2 separate regions of the Gasterosteus aculeatus genome follow, and region 1 is linked to region 2. The links are chromatin contacts, called in public Hi-C maps. All regions are on one chromosome and are shown on one strand. The core of a region is the stretch at or near the end of the contact, and the rest is flanking DNA. Distances in the headings are between cores, read along the strand shown. Region 1 overlaps mtcl2 (microtubule crosslinking factor 2). Region 2 holds the start of mtcl2 (microtubule crosslinking factor 2).

Region 1 (6,626 bases), core at 1,951-4,450, 36 kb before region 2:
GCACGCTTTTATCAGCGGTTTACCTTTTATTATATTGAAGGGCTTCTAAGTGTTTCTACCCTTTTCCATACAATCGTTTTACATCATGGATTGAGAGGACAATCCGTCCTACGAACAACAAAGTCCTGGATATTGAAATCCTCATCACATGTGACTGGAAAGTCAACTTCTCTCATGCAAACGGCCAGAGTGAGAGAGCTAAAGCGCATGAAGATGTCTGTTGTATTACTGTGACATCAGTGTGAAATGCTCCTTCATTGTGCGGTGATTTCTGACTCTAACTATTTCACAGCCTGGTTAACTAACCACTACATCGTCACAGGTCGCTGCCGCCCGTCCTCCTCCTCGTCCACTCACCTCCTCCACGGTGAGCGAGGCGTTGACGTCCCCGTACAGCGACCTGAACTTGGCCAGCTCCTCCTTCATGGCGTCGCCGTCCTTCACCAGTTTGGTCAGCTTCTTGCACATCAGGGCCGTCTCCTCCTTGGCGAAGTGGAGCTGACATTTAAGGTCCGAGCTGTCCTCCTGTGGAGACGGGACAGAGAGAGACATTAAGCGCGTCCGGACTGCTGCTTCGCGGAAGGGGCACACGTCTGTTAGGACAAAGTCGTGCTGCTGTTTGCTCCTCGTGAGGCATTACGGAAGAACACAAAAAAGGAGCAGAGCAAAGCAGCTACAGGACGGCTGTGTTTCTGTTGGAGAGCGAGCGTGTCTTTCTGTCCCCCGGGGGCCATAAATCAGCTTTAAACCGTTCCACTTGCTTCAGAGTTCATCGAAGGTCTCAACCTAAAAACTACCATGTATTGATGCGTGTATCTCCATTGTAAGCACTGCTGACCTGAGGTGTCCTCCTGCCGCTCACTCCTCACAAGCAGCTCTCTGGCTGGATTTGTTTTACTGCCTGTGGAGCATTTCCAACCACATTAAACGAGGACGAGCGCCAGCGGGTCGAGCGTTTATGGTATGTGGCTTGGAGAGGAAGCCCGGGCGCGGGTTAGCAGACGGGGGGAGATGTTGCTGAAAGAATTTACGTCACCGCAATCACCTTCTGTGGCGATAAGTCAGTCCTGTGGCTTTTTAATCTGTGTCTCCGTCAAACCTGATCTCATACACTTCTAACTCCCAGAATGCCTGGAAAAACAAGCCTTTCAGCTGTGGTTGAATTATTTTAGGGCCTCGGAAAAATGAAGGAGGCAAGGGGAGCTCAGAAACTGCTGTCAAGGAAAAAATTATCTTTTTGGTAGAGAAGTGAGGCAGAATGAAGAGGAGGTAGTGCGTCGTCGAGGCCTGATCTTAAACCCGAGCAAAAACAACAAGTGGGTTTTCCAAGGAATACAGTGAGGACAAATAACTGCAGGGTAAGATGGGGGAGAAAAGAGAGAAAAGGGTGACGAGGAGAAAATGCTGATGTATCTGCTCCGAGCGGCACACGGCTTGTTTGGACAGATAGCGAGATCCCCGGAGGAAACAGGTCGCAGACCACATCTGAGAGAGACGCATGCGCAGCCCAGATACGAGCCGCGAGGAGGACACGCACTCAAAAAAGGCTCAAACGTGACAGATCTCTGGACATGACAGAATCGGCGGTGCGGTGGCTACCGCTGTCGCCCGGCGGCAAGAAGGCCCTGCGGCAATTACTGGGTGGAGGAGTTTGTGAGCAGCCGCTCGGGTTAATTGTGACTCTGGATTGCCCGCAGTAATGCGAGAGTGAACGGTGGTCTGCGCCCTGTGATCGATTGACGAACGGTCCTCGGCGCATGCAGCGACTCCCTCGCCCGTGACTTTCTCCTCCGGCCGCCGCTCATCATTCACAGCTAGATTGCGCATGCACCAGTGAATACGCGTGTTTCCAAATGAGTCTGATCGTCCCCGTTTGAAGGAAGTGCTGCTCGGCGTTGAGACGCGTAGGAGGGAATAACTCACAGTTACGGTCAGCTGTAGTACATGTAATAACATTTCTGCACGCAGCTGCCTCTAGCGACGCTGACTCAACAAAAATATAATATTTACTTAAATATATTTCTTGTATTTAGGATATCGTCATCTGCTTACCTGGATACGGAGATTTGCAAACAGCCCAAACAGGGCTGTTGTTGTGGTAATAGGTGAAGTTGCAGTGTGTGACTGTGTATGTATAATAAACCAAATGTTATGTGTGGATACATGGTGGTTAACTATTTGTTATCCATTTTTTACACTTAGAATGACGCCCCCCCCCCCCTCCAGGTTTAAGTGTCTTATAGCTTTAGCTGCTGAAACAAGCATTGTAGTCAACTTTTGACAGCACTTTGTGTCTCTTATCGATTTGTTGGCCCATCTTGAGGAACATAAGGGTGTGTGTGTGTGTGTGTGTTTGTTACCTGTGGACAGAGCTTCTTGTCAGGTTTGTTGTTGGCTCGTGCTCCTCTTTTCCTCTGGGAGCTCTGAAACACAGACACATACAGAGTGGCGTTAGTGAGGACTGTCAACTGTCTGCGGCACAGAGCGAGCGCCTGCAGAGGAACAGTGTGCACTAAATACACTCGTTTACACTCATTATTTTCACGAGATCAATTTTGTATTTCCTCCTCTTGCAGACATTACGCTGAAATACACTAACTACCGCCCCTTGTTTTCCCAAAAACATTTATTTCACCGTCATCATATATGAAGAGAGCAACTGCCAGCTGATGCACAGGCATGACACAATAATGCACATAGTTGTTATTTTTGCAGACGTTGAAGACTGAATCTCCACAGTGTGCCAAGATGACCTCCGGTTAAAGCTCGTGAAAGGTATACTTTGACATTCGGTGTAGATCACATGACAAGTTCCTCTCTCTCTCACGCTGAGCCCCAGATGTCACAGTGACCCCGTAGCGATTTTGATCACCACGGCGACACGGATGATAAGAGTGTGGAATTACAGCCGTGAGGTGGAGGTAGAAATGTAAGAAGAGTGAGAAATAAAGGAGGAGAAGGTGACGTGAAAGGTATAAAAATTAAGAGGTGATCTCAGCCCTGATGACACAAACCAAAAATGTGGCTGCATTGCTACAAACTCACACACCCACACACACACACACACGCACACGAGTGTCGGCCCAGAGCATTAGACTCTCATAAATCATCATGCTTCCTTCTCTCAAGATCCAAGAGCAATCACGCAATCACACACACACACACACACACACACACACACACACTGGGGAGAGACGCTGCAGTACGAGGAGCTTAGCTCATCTGGCTCAATCCGTTTCCATGGAAACAAGCTACTCTCACTGCAACCAAGCATCGACAACAAAAGAAAGAGCTGGAGGGCAGAAAAGGTGAGAAAGGAAAGGACAAGAAAATAAGAAATAACTACTATAATTAGGTCATCATGTGTCCTTTTCATGTACCCCAAATGTAAATTGAAGGTTATTTTTTATGTTTGAAGTGAATTGTTGAAATATGGAAACCGTGGAGCTCTCGGGACTTTTCTCATTAATTCCTCTGATGCCTCTGAGGTGGAGTTTGCAGTGCGGCATCAGCATCTTTGTCTGATGTTTATTTCCAGTCTTACGCTCTGCATTTCATTTTCTGCCGCCATTCCCTCTCTCCTAGCTCCTTTCCTCTCCATATGTGTCACCTTTCCTACCTTAGCAACAGTTTATCGGGTCGCACGAAAACTAAATGTTCAATGAGCCTGATGGCAGAACCACTGATTTAGTCTGGATGTTGAGCAGATGTTGGGATTATTGGTTCAAACTCTCAGCTGAGCAGTGTTCACTTGCAGGCGGGGGGGCGCAGGGGGGCATTAAGACATCAATTAATTCATGCTAATTCATCCGAGGGCGATTTAGCGAGAGGAAAAAAAGAGATTGCGAAACAAAATCCCAATGCGTATTAGAAGTCACTTTTATGGAGAAATGACTATTAAAGGGAAAGTGTTTGAATATAAGGGCAGTTTGAAAGCTTTTTTAAACACGTGTCTAAGCTTTATGTTATTGTTTCGTAAACGTTGAAATAATTCAAGAGATCAGACAAATAAACCAATAAAACAAGCCTCTACTTTTCATCAGCCCTGTAAAAAACCCTCATAGTGAGAAGCACACGCATGTCACAGCACACGTTTTGGCAACATCGTCGATGGTGAACGACAGTGATAATAAGAGCAGCCCTGCCAGAGAGCGCTCTACTGACCGTGACATCACAGCGCGGCAGGAAATACCAAATGGCTGCAAAACCAACGACCTGCTGAGTCAGGCTGTCGAAACGGATCATCGTCAGGCTGAAGTGCGTCTCGCTTGCTTTCGGTTACAAGAAGCGCATGAGCCGTCGGTTTAAAGTCCAGATGTTAAGGCCCAACTTCTCCTTTTTACAACAGCAATTATCATTAATGTTCAATATTCGTTATGTTAAAGCACACACACACACACACACACACACACACACACACACACACACACACACACACACACACACACACACACACACACACGCACACACACACACACAGTGTGACCAGAGCCTGGCTCTCATGTTTCCAAGCCTGCAGGTCTTCAGTTACACTGCAGATAAGGTAACAGGTTGACTGCCATGTAATCTGATATTTAACAGCTCCTAGCGGTGTCCTCTGCTTTCCTAGCAAAGGTTTTGTCCGGTAACGTTTCACCGTATTTCACGGTCATCACATTGTTGATTCTACGAAAGGGACAAGCTGACGGTGGGGGGAGACGGATGAAAGGACAACAACGGGGGAGGAAAAAAAGGACGTCAAAGGCAGCGATCTGTGGATGAATGTCCAAAGACATGAATGCCCGCCAGGCCCGTCCTCTTCCTGACGGAGGAAAAGCGCTGTGGACAGAGAGGGAAGGAGGAGGAGACGGTCACTGGGGGGGTTGGATGAGGATGAGGCTGCGATCAGGGAGAACATGTGGGCCACGTACGCTGAGAACAACGTTGAAACTGAATACAGGCTGGAAAGCACACCGCAAATATTCGTAGAGAACTGTGTAGAAATGCAAATACATTTAGCCGGACGAGAGGCCACAAAAAACTGTGCCGGGTTGAGATGCTGCCGTCCGTGCGACAGACCGGAGCAAAGTTTCTCCCGAGTGCCGACGTGGTTTCCGAGTGGAAATGGCTTCGACGGCTCCGTCAGGTTGCCGCCCGTCGCGCAGGTTAACCGACAATAAATGGGACGTCCCTCTGAGAAAGGGAGAGAGGAAGCGGCACAGGAATGTGATTGGCTCCGGGCGTACGGACTCACCGGAGGCAACAAGGCGTGAAATCCCAAAGAGCCGCCCGGCGAGCGGGAGGAAACCATTTAATCGTTTCTTTTTTCCAAGCAGGGACGTGTAGCATTTTCTTTTGGGGCACTCTGCGTCTCCAGTAGAATAAACACACAGCAGCCTCTCAGCCGGGTGAGGACCAGTCGACCGGCCCGGAGGGGACCAGCCTAGCTTAGCTTAGCACGAGGACAGAAAGCCGAGGGAAACAGCTGGTCCGTCTCTCCCAAAAACATCTGCCTTTTCTTTAAAGCTGAGCTAAAAAAAAAATATTTAAATGACTACATTTTAATTTAGATTTAGAATTTTTTTCGGTGGAGTTACTGAAACTCTCTTCCCTCCTTCAAAGCACATCTTTGCAAGAGCCAACGACCGCATTGGTGGGTTGCTTTTAGGAGAAACGTGTGTGTGTGTGTGTGTGGGTTTGTGGAGGGGAAAGTGATTTATTTGAAGTGCAGGCGACGGGCCAATCTCAGCCTGAAGAGCACCACACTCACGTCTCTCTATCATCACCGCCACACACACACTGGAACGAAGACATCGCACAATGAGTTGCTTAACTACGCCGTGTGTGTGTGAGTGTGTGTGGGGGGGGGGGGGGTAACGATGGATGGAAGTGATGTTTTACGCTAGAATAGTGCTATTTACGGCGTAAAATCAATCCAAGAATGTTAATATAGCGTCAGAAACGGACGCCTGAAAACAAACTCTAACCCCACACGTGCTCTTCACAGCTGATAACAGCTGGATTAAGAAAAAAACATTTCTGTTGGCGCTTCGAGCATAAAAGCCTGTTTGTCTGCTGCCATGTTGTGAATTGAGGATCACAAATGAAATACATGTGCGTCTTTGCCTTCCAGTTGTTCAGTTGTTTGCTTTGGTCTATATCGAGCTTTACATCACCTTAAACATGCGGCAAACAGTGCTGCTGTGTTTGTTTTGTTTGTTACTTCCGTCATTTATAAAAACATTTAAAATGTAGAAAGAAATAAAAGAGAGAAAGGAAAATATAATACATGTCCAACATGAAACTGTTGGGCTCATTAACGCTAGAAACACTGAAAGAGTCCAAACGGAGGCCAGAAAATCTTGTCCATTAAAGTTATACGACTCAAACTCTAAGTTCTCTGCATGGAATCAAACCTCTGCTCCTCCAGGCTCAAGCTAAATCCTGAAATGAAAAATCTGGAACACTGAAGCCTTCTATTGCTTGAATTTAGCATTTAGTTGACGTCAGCTTGGACTCTAGTGGACTGTAAAACAAAGCCCCCTTTCTCTCCTTCACACAGAGACACACACACACACACACAAAGACAGCTAGTCGTTAATGTCCTCTCTGCTTGTACACATTCATTCCTTTTGGCCACATTAGTG
Region 2 (6,274 bases), core at 3,338-5,837:
ATAAAGTAGAAAATATCGGAAAAGAAGTCGTTATTTTAAAAAGTATGAAATACTACTCAAGAGTAAGCCAGTGCAAATGATTAATTTACTGTAACGCTATCACGTTCTCTTTTGGACGTATTGGAGATGAATTATTTATTCTAGCCTGAGAGCATGAGTTGCATCACCGGTGTGAATCGGATTGACGGTGCAGCTGAAATGAACCACACCCCATCACGAGAAGTCGCTGGGCTTCACGGGACAGCAGGCGAGCTGTTACACAACAGCGAGCTGTTAAGAGTGCGTGCTGTGTGCGTAGGGAGAAATATGTGTGTATGTGCGCATCTATTCATTTGTGCGCGTAAAGCAAATTAAGCAGAAGTCTTACGAGCGGCTGTAGTGAGAGTAGTAGTACTGCTGTCAAAATGTACTACAGTGGATAATGTGGGTCAGCCTCTGCTGAGCCTCTACTGCAGCAACAATGAGCCCTTGGGATGCGTGTGTGTGTGTGTGTGTTTGTATGGAAATAAACAGCAAGAAAGGGAGTGAGTGGGTAGGGTGTGTCTACGCTGCTACCAACAACAATGCGAGCAGGCGTGTTCACGGGTTATGATTAAGGTAACTTGACGACTTGTGCGGTTTGGTGTGTCTGCGTGTGCAATCTTAGGAAAGAGATCTGTGGATTGGGCTTAAACAGACCGCGGACATCTGCAACACAGAGGTGACGCGTGGCAAAGAAATGAAAAGGGAAGTGGGGACATCAAAGTAGAAAACGAGGACGAAGGAAGATCAGGAAAAGTAGAATTAAAGGCTTTAAAATGAAGGGGAGCGACGAATGGAACGAAGGGGGGGGTGGGGGGGGGCAGGAAGGAGAGGAAGAGAAAGATCAGAAGCAAAGGTGGAGAACAACGCGGATGGGAAAAACAGAGCATGGAATAAGTGCAGAGGGAGTTTAAAGACGCCAGCAGGGAGCGAGAGTGTGAGGACGCGAAGCGAGGGAGTGACTAGTTAATGTGGCGAGAGACTGAGACTGAGCGAGGTCGGTCCACTGACCTGCTTCACGCAGCCCAACACGGAGCGCAGCGAAGATGCTTTTCAGTCAGGAGATGGAATCAACCAATGAGACGTTGGATTTGAGTGATCTGCTGCGATAACCTTAACAACCACCTCTAAAGCTCACTAGTTAACAGGTAACACGTAGTTAAAGGTGAAAACAACACGGCCAGATGTTGTCGGGCCGAGCTGACCGGCTGCTTGCTGTAGCTTCATCCGAGGTAATAACATATTAGATTAGATCTGGATCAGATTCAACATATTCGCAGTACGAAATGTAAACAGTTGCTCAACCATCAGTTTGAATTGTTTTCACAAGAAAGTCATTACTAAGAAATAAGCTCCCGACAGAAAGAACGACTTGTTTTCGTCTGTCAACACGTCGCACAGAAATGCGGCACAAACACTGAAATATTAATTCACAATTACCGACTCCAGCAGCTGTTAGTTGTGTTGATCTACTAATTGTCAAACAAACAGTCATGGAGCTACTACTCAAACACAGACGGATGTAGAAGGATGCTCGGCAGCTCGGCAGCACTCGGATGCTGGGGAGAAAAACATAATCGGACTGAGAGCCAGAGATTGAGGGGCAGCTTGACTCCACAGCAGCAGCGTGTTGTTTTCCTCTTCTGGTTACTAAACAGGTGCTGCTCACAGCTGCAACAGCACCCACACCTCAATGCAAGGCCCCCCCAGGGAGAATCATGACAAGCGTCTAAAAACTCATATTGTTGCTCCATAAATGGCCTAAATTGAAACCAATCACGGCGACATAACAATAGGAAGCCATGAGGATCATCATTCATGGATAACATAACTAAAAGTAATAATCTAGTGAGTTGTATGGCGGTAATCCATCATTGAGAATAGCGTTATTGTGTAATGTCGTATGTCTGTGAGAGCGTTTACACCCGTAGTGACAAATCGCGTTGCAAAGGGGGAGAAGCTTTCCAGAAACATTCAATGGGGATTTTGCCTAATATATTGATTACTTGGTAAACTGAAGACCAACACTATTTGTATAGAGTAGGCCGACTGTTTACCACACAAAAGTCCACCATCACCTCCATCATTCGTGGCTGTTCATCAAAAAAGTTAGTGTGTCATAATTACTGATCAAATAGGTCAAATGGATCAAAGTATTCCTCCATCACATGTGCAGGAAACACTAAAACTCGAGACGCTTAATTCATTTGACATTTAGAAGTGGGCTTTTTGGAGGGGGGATCATAAGGAATACACTGTTTCATTCAAAGGTCATGTTTTTGTGATTCAATGAAGGAATAAAGTTCTTCTCACGCATGGTTTGAGTCAGAAATGTCATTTTTTGTCAATGTTTGCATCCATATCTGCTAATGACAACACAAAATGCTGCATTGTCATTTATCACAAGGCAAACACAGTTAAATTACCCAAATACTTCCAGCTCATTCGTGAACTTTGAATATTACCAGAATTTTACAACCCACGTGATTAATGAATGCAACTCTTTTTCAGGCTGAAGCTCCACCAACGTTCTCAAGCCTCCAACACAAGCTGACGAGGCGCCGGTTTAGGAAAGTCATCAGTCAACCTCCACAACCAATCGGTGACAATTATTGGCTTCTCTGGTTAGTGCTTGGGAACAAGTTAATATAATTCATCCTTCCTCTAATCAATCCCTCTAAAGGCCGGATGGAGCAGCTTGATAAATGTATGCATGCATGTATAAAACACGACTCTACTTTGTGGGAGCTGAGTGACGCCACCAGGGTCGAAACCTGACGACATGAGAGTCCAGGACCTGATGATGATCATGCGATGGGCTGGTTGTTGTTGTTTTTCGGATGGGGGGTGGGGGTTCAGTTTGACACAACACTCGAATTTCTGTGCTTTCCCATTTTCCCAACATTGTGCAAGAAAACGAAATCCCCTAAATTTCACTCCGCGTGAAGCGAGGCTGCATGTTTTCCCTGATGGAGCAGGCTTTGTTCATGACACCGCCACCCTTCTGGCAGTGAGTAGCCTTGGATGGCACCCAAAGGCATCTCTGCACACTGGGAAACAAGTCAGAGTGAACTGTGTAATAATAAACACCACGTTACCGAGTCACAGGCCGGGGGATCTTGGTGTGAGACACTTCCACCCGTTATAACGTAACGGACTGACTAATCTACACCTCCACAGACACTGATATAAAGGGGGGTTACCTTCAGGTAATCGTTCTCCGATCTCAGCTCCTCTATTTCCCGGACAAACTCCTCGTGCATGCCGTCCATGAACTCCTCCGTGAGGTCGGAGAAAGCCAGCGACGTGCTGGCAGGGACCCTGCTGTCAAACGAGGTGGCCGAGCGCTCCTCGCCGGGGGACACGCCGCCCTCCGCGGTCTCCGCGCCCAGGGACAGGCGGTCCCTGCAGTCCCTCTCCGCGGCGGAGGAACGGGCGCTCGTGGCGGCGGCGTGGCGGCGAGCTCTGTCCGCCAGCGCGCCGTCCCTGAGCGGCCTCTCCCCGTCCGGCCCGCCGCCCCGGCTGCTCCTGGACTCGGCGTCGCTGCTCGCCGCGTCGGCGGACAGCTTGTTTTCCTCAGAGGCGCAGTCCGACAGCTCGGAGCTGCTGTCGGTGGGGGACAGCTTCCCGGTGGCGCAGCCGGAGTCCTTGGACGCGTCGTCGGACCCGGTGCTGGCGTCCGACGCCTTCCTCCGGCCGCCGGTGCCCTTGGCCGCCTTGGCCGTCTTAGACGGCGTCGGGGAGGCTTTGCCCGCCAGCTTCCCGCCGCCGCTCTTCTCCGCCTTGCCGTCCTTCCCGGGGAGCCCCCCCACGGGGCTGCGCCGGGACACGCGGCTGCCCAGGTGGATGGCTCCCGGTTTGACGCTCAGCGTCGGGGTCCCGATCCCCCCGCGGATCTTGGTGAGCGACCAACCGGGCGCCTCCTTCGGTCTGGCCGGGGACGGCGCCCGGTTGATCTTCTTCTTCTTCTTCTCGCCCGGGGGACGGCCGCTCACCGTCGCGGAGGGCTCCGCGTGCCGCGGCTGCCCGCCGCCCGAGCCCTCCTCCGTCCCGGCTCCGCTGTCCATCTTCTGCCGGAGGAGATGGAGTCTCCGTTCCTTGGGCGAGGCGAAGACGACCTGAGTCGGGGCGCTGTGGACATCAACCTCCTTTGTTTTTGTCATTCATTCCGCTTGTGCCGACGCGAGAAGAACTGAAACAACAAAACAAAATAAAATAAAAACCCTCCGCCGTTCCGGTGAAAGACGAGGCAGAAGTTGGAGGGTCGATAAACAAAAAGGTGGCGATTCTCGCTCCGAGCACCGCGGGAGCAGCGAGGCGGGGAAGCCGGAAGCGGCGTCCGAAAGCTGCAGAAAACGCCGCGAATAATCCCGTTTCCCACCGCGCGTGTGGCCCAAAAAAAATGTATTAATGTATTCCTCTTTGTTGTAATGGAGCCGCGTCCTCTCTGCAGGGCGCCTGTCCCGGTGACACCAACGAGCCGGTCCCTGCTCACACTGTGGGGGGGGGGGGGGCGAACAGAACAGGGGAGGATGTGCTTCTCCCTCTCTGCGTTTCTCCGCCCAGATAACGGACCTGGAGGAGAGAGAGGGACGGGGGGGAGGGGGGGGGGGAGGGAGGGAGAGACTTCTGCAGCTCTCTGTCGCCGCCACTGCAGGATATTAGAAGACAGTAATAATGCTAAACAGAATAAAGTATGGATGCTCTGAGCGATGAAGCTGGATTCACCGGCATAGATCCAACAATATTTATTATTCATGGATAGATATTTTAAATGTAAAGCGGGAAAATAATTAAAGACCTTTCATTTTAGGAGATTTTTTACCTTAATGTCATTCTCAAAGACACAGACGACGTCTGTTGGTTTGCTTATCTTAAAACAATGTTAACCACAATGGATGGACGCAAATAAAGTACATAAATATGAAATATTAGCCTAAATGTGTCTTCTACAGTTGTTGAAATATTGGTGGAATTAGTTGTAGTAATAGTAGTATTGCGTTTGTATTAGTAGTAGTCGTAATAACAGTCAAATTAAAGTATTTGTAGCATCAGGAAAGGTTGCAGTCGAAGTACCAGTATGAGCAGTAGTACCAGTAGCAGTATTAGTGGTTTAGAGGCCATTACACATTTCCAATGTAAGTCTTAAACGGGAGAACACGATCCGACGCGTGTTCAGTGTGCTGCGTGTCTTTCAATCCTTTTAATCCGTATTCCGTAGCATTCAATTACCACGCCGATGCCCTTGCATTACATCGCACCTTGTTTACAGGCATACGACACGTTCAAAAACTGTTTGCTTTTCCATCCTCACCTGTTCTCATTAGCGGGCACTTACCTATATGCCTTTGTGCCTCAAAGTTACACAACAAAACCACTTTATGGCTCCAGGAAGTGGTAATACTAGAAACATTAGCAGCATTGGTCATTGTCGCACTAGTTATAGTGTTGGGATTCCTCTGACGCCATGACAAGGTCTGTCAGTAAAATATGTCTGAAAAGATTTAAGGAAGAAGGTTTATAAAATCAAGGCATACATTTAATCATGTCACATAATATCCGATTGAATAGAGGCCTAATGTGTTCCACCCAACAGACTGATACCAGTTAACGTTGGCTGTAAAGTTTCCCCCAAGTCAGCTGCTGATTTTGACATATAAACTCAATCCCAATGTCCATATAGATACAGATAATTGGCTTTTATAGAATATCCAAACTAATCTTTGACAAGATTATATACAGCTATTTATGTCATGATTAATTTACCTTATTAGACAGAAAGTCTCAACACATTCTCTGTTGCAGTCCCTATAACAGCATTACAGAGCAGGAACCTTTCTATCTATCTACATACATACCTTCTTACAGCACGTGTCCTGGTACGTACATCCACACGGTGCAAGAAGAAACCTTCCACGGTTAAAAGTGTGTTTCTGCAGTATTTCCTACAAGTGACAGGGACATTGTGTGGATGACCCGTTCTATTATTAAAGCTAAAAAGCGGAACGAGACATGCTTTAATCTCTAATAACAACCGTATTCATGTTTCCTCTCCACGTGTGTGCTGCTTCCTGACTGCACGTATGTACACACTCTTCCAAAGCCTTTTAACTCCCAACGTCAACGCAACAAGAACTCTATTCTCTACTCTGCTCTCGATCTCCTGTCTCTGTTGTGGCTGTTTATTGAACTGTGACCGTCATCAGATTAAAGTCTCATAACCGTCGATAAAGGCTCTGGTGGCTTGCAGAGT

Evidence for each region. A called contact is a pair of places that touch in the nucleus more often than the background predicts.
Region 1: a Hi-C map of whole body shows a contact between it and region 2, with 2.8 times the contacts expected there. The contact joins the enhancer-like site here to the promoter of mtcl2 in region 2. A contact is called at or near these places in 4 of 6 Hi-C or Micro-C datasets (skeletal muscle, tail fin and whole body).

What each region holds. Positions count from the first base shown.
Region 1 is chr2:15,476,950-15,483,575 of fGasAcu3.hap1.1, reverse strand. mtcl2 (microtubule crosslinking factor 2) reads right to left here. Exons shown (of 24, transcript XM_078086245.1): 5 at 2,361-2,423; 6 at 358-525. Among protein-coding and RNA genes, the nearest start is that of LOC144389403, 34 kb to the left of the region's middle. Within about 2 kb of position 3,200, at least 2 of the 9 cell types and tissues checked have open chromatin away from gene starts, as enhancers often do.
Region 2 is chr2:15,442,728-15,449,001 of fGasAcu3.hap1.1, reverse strand. mtcl2 (microtubule crosslinking factor 2) reads right to left here and starts at 4,587. Exons shown (of 24, transcript XM_078086245.1): 1 at 3,225-4,587. The coding sequence starts at 4,184.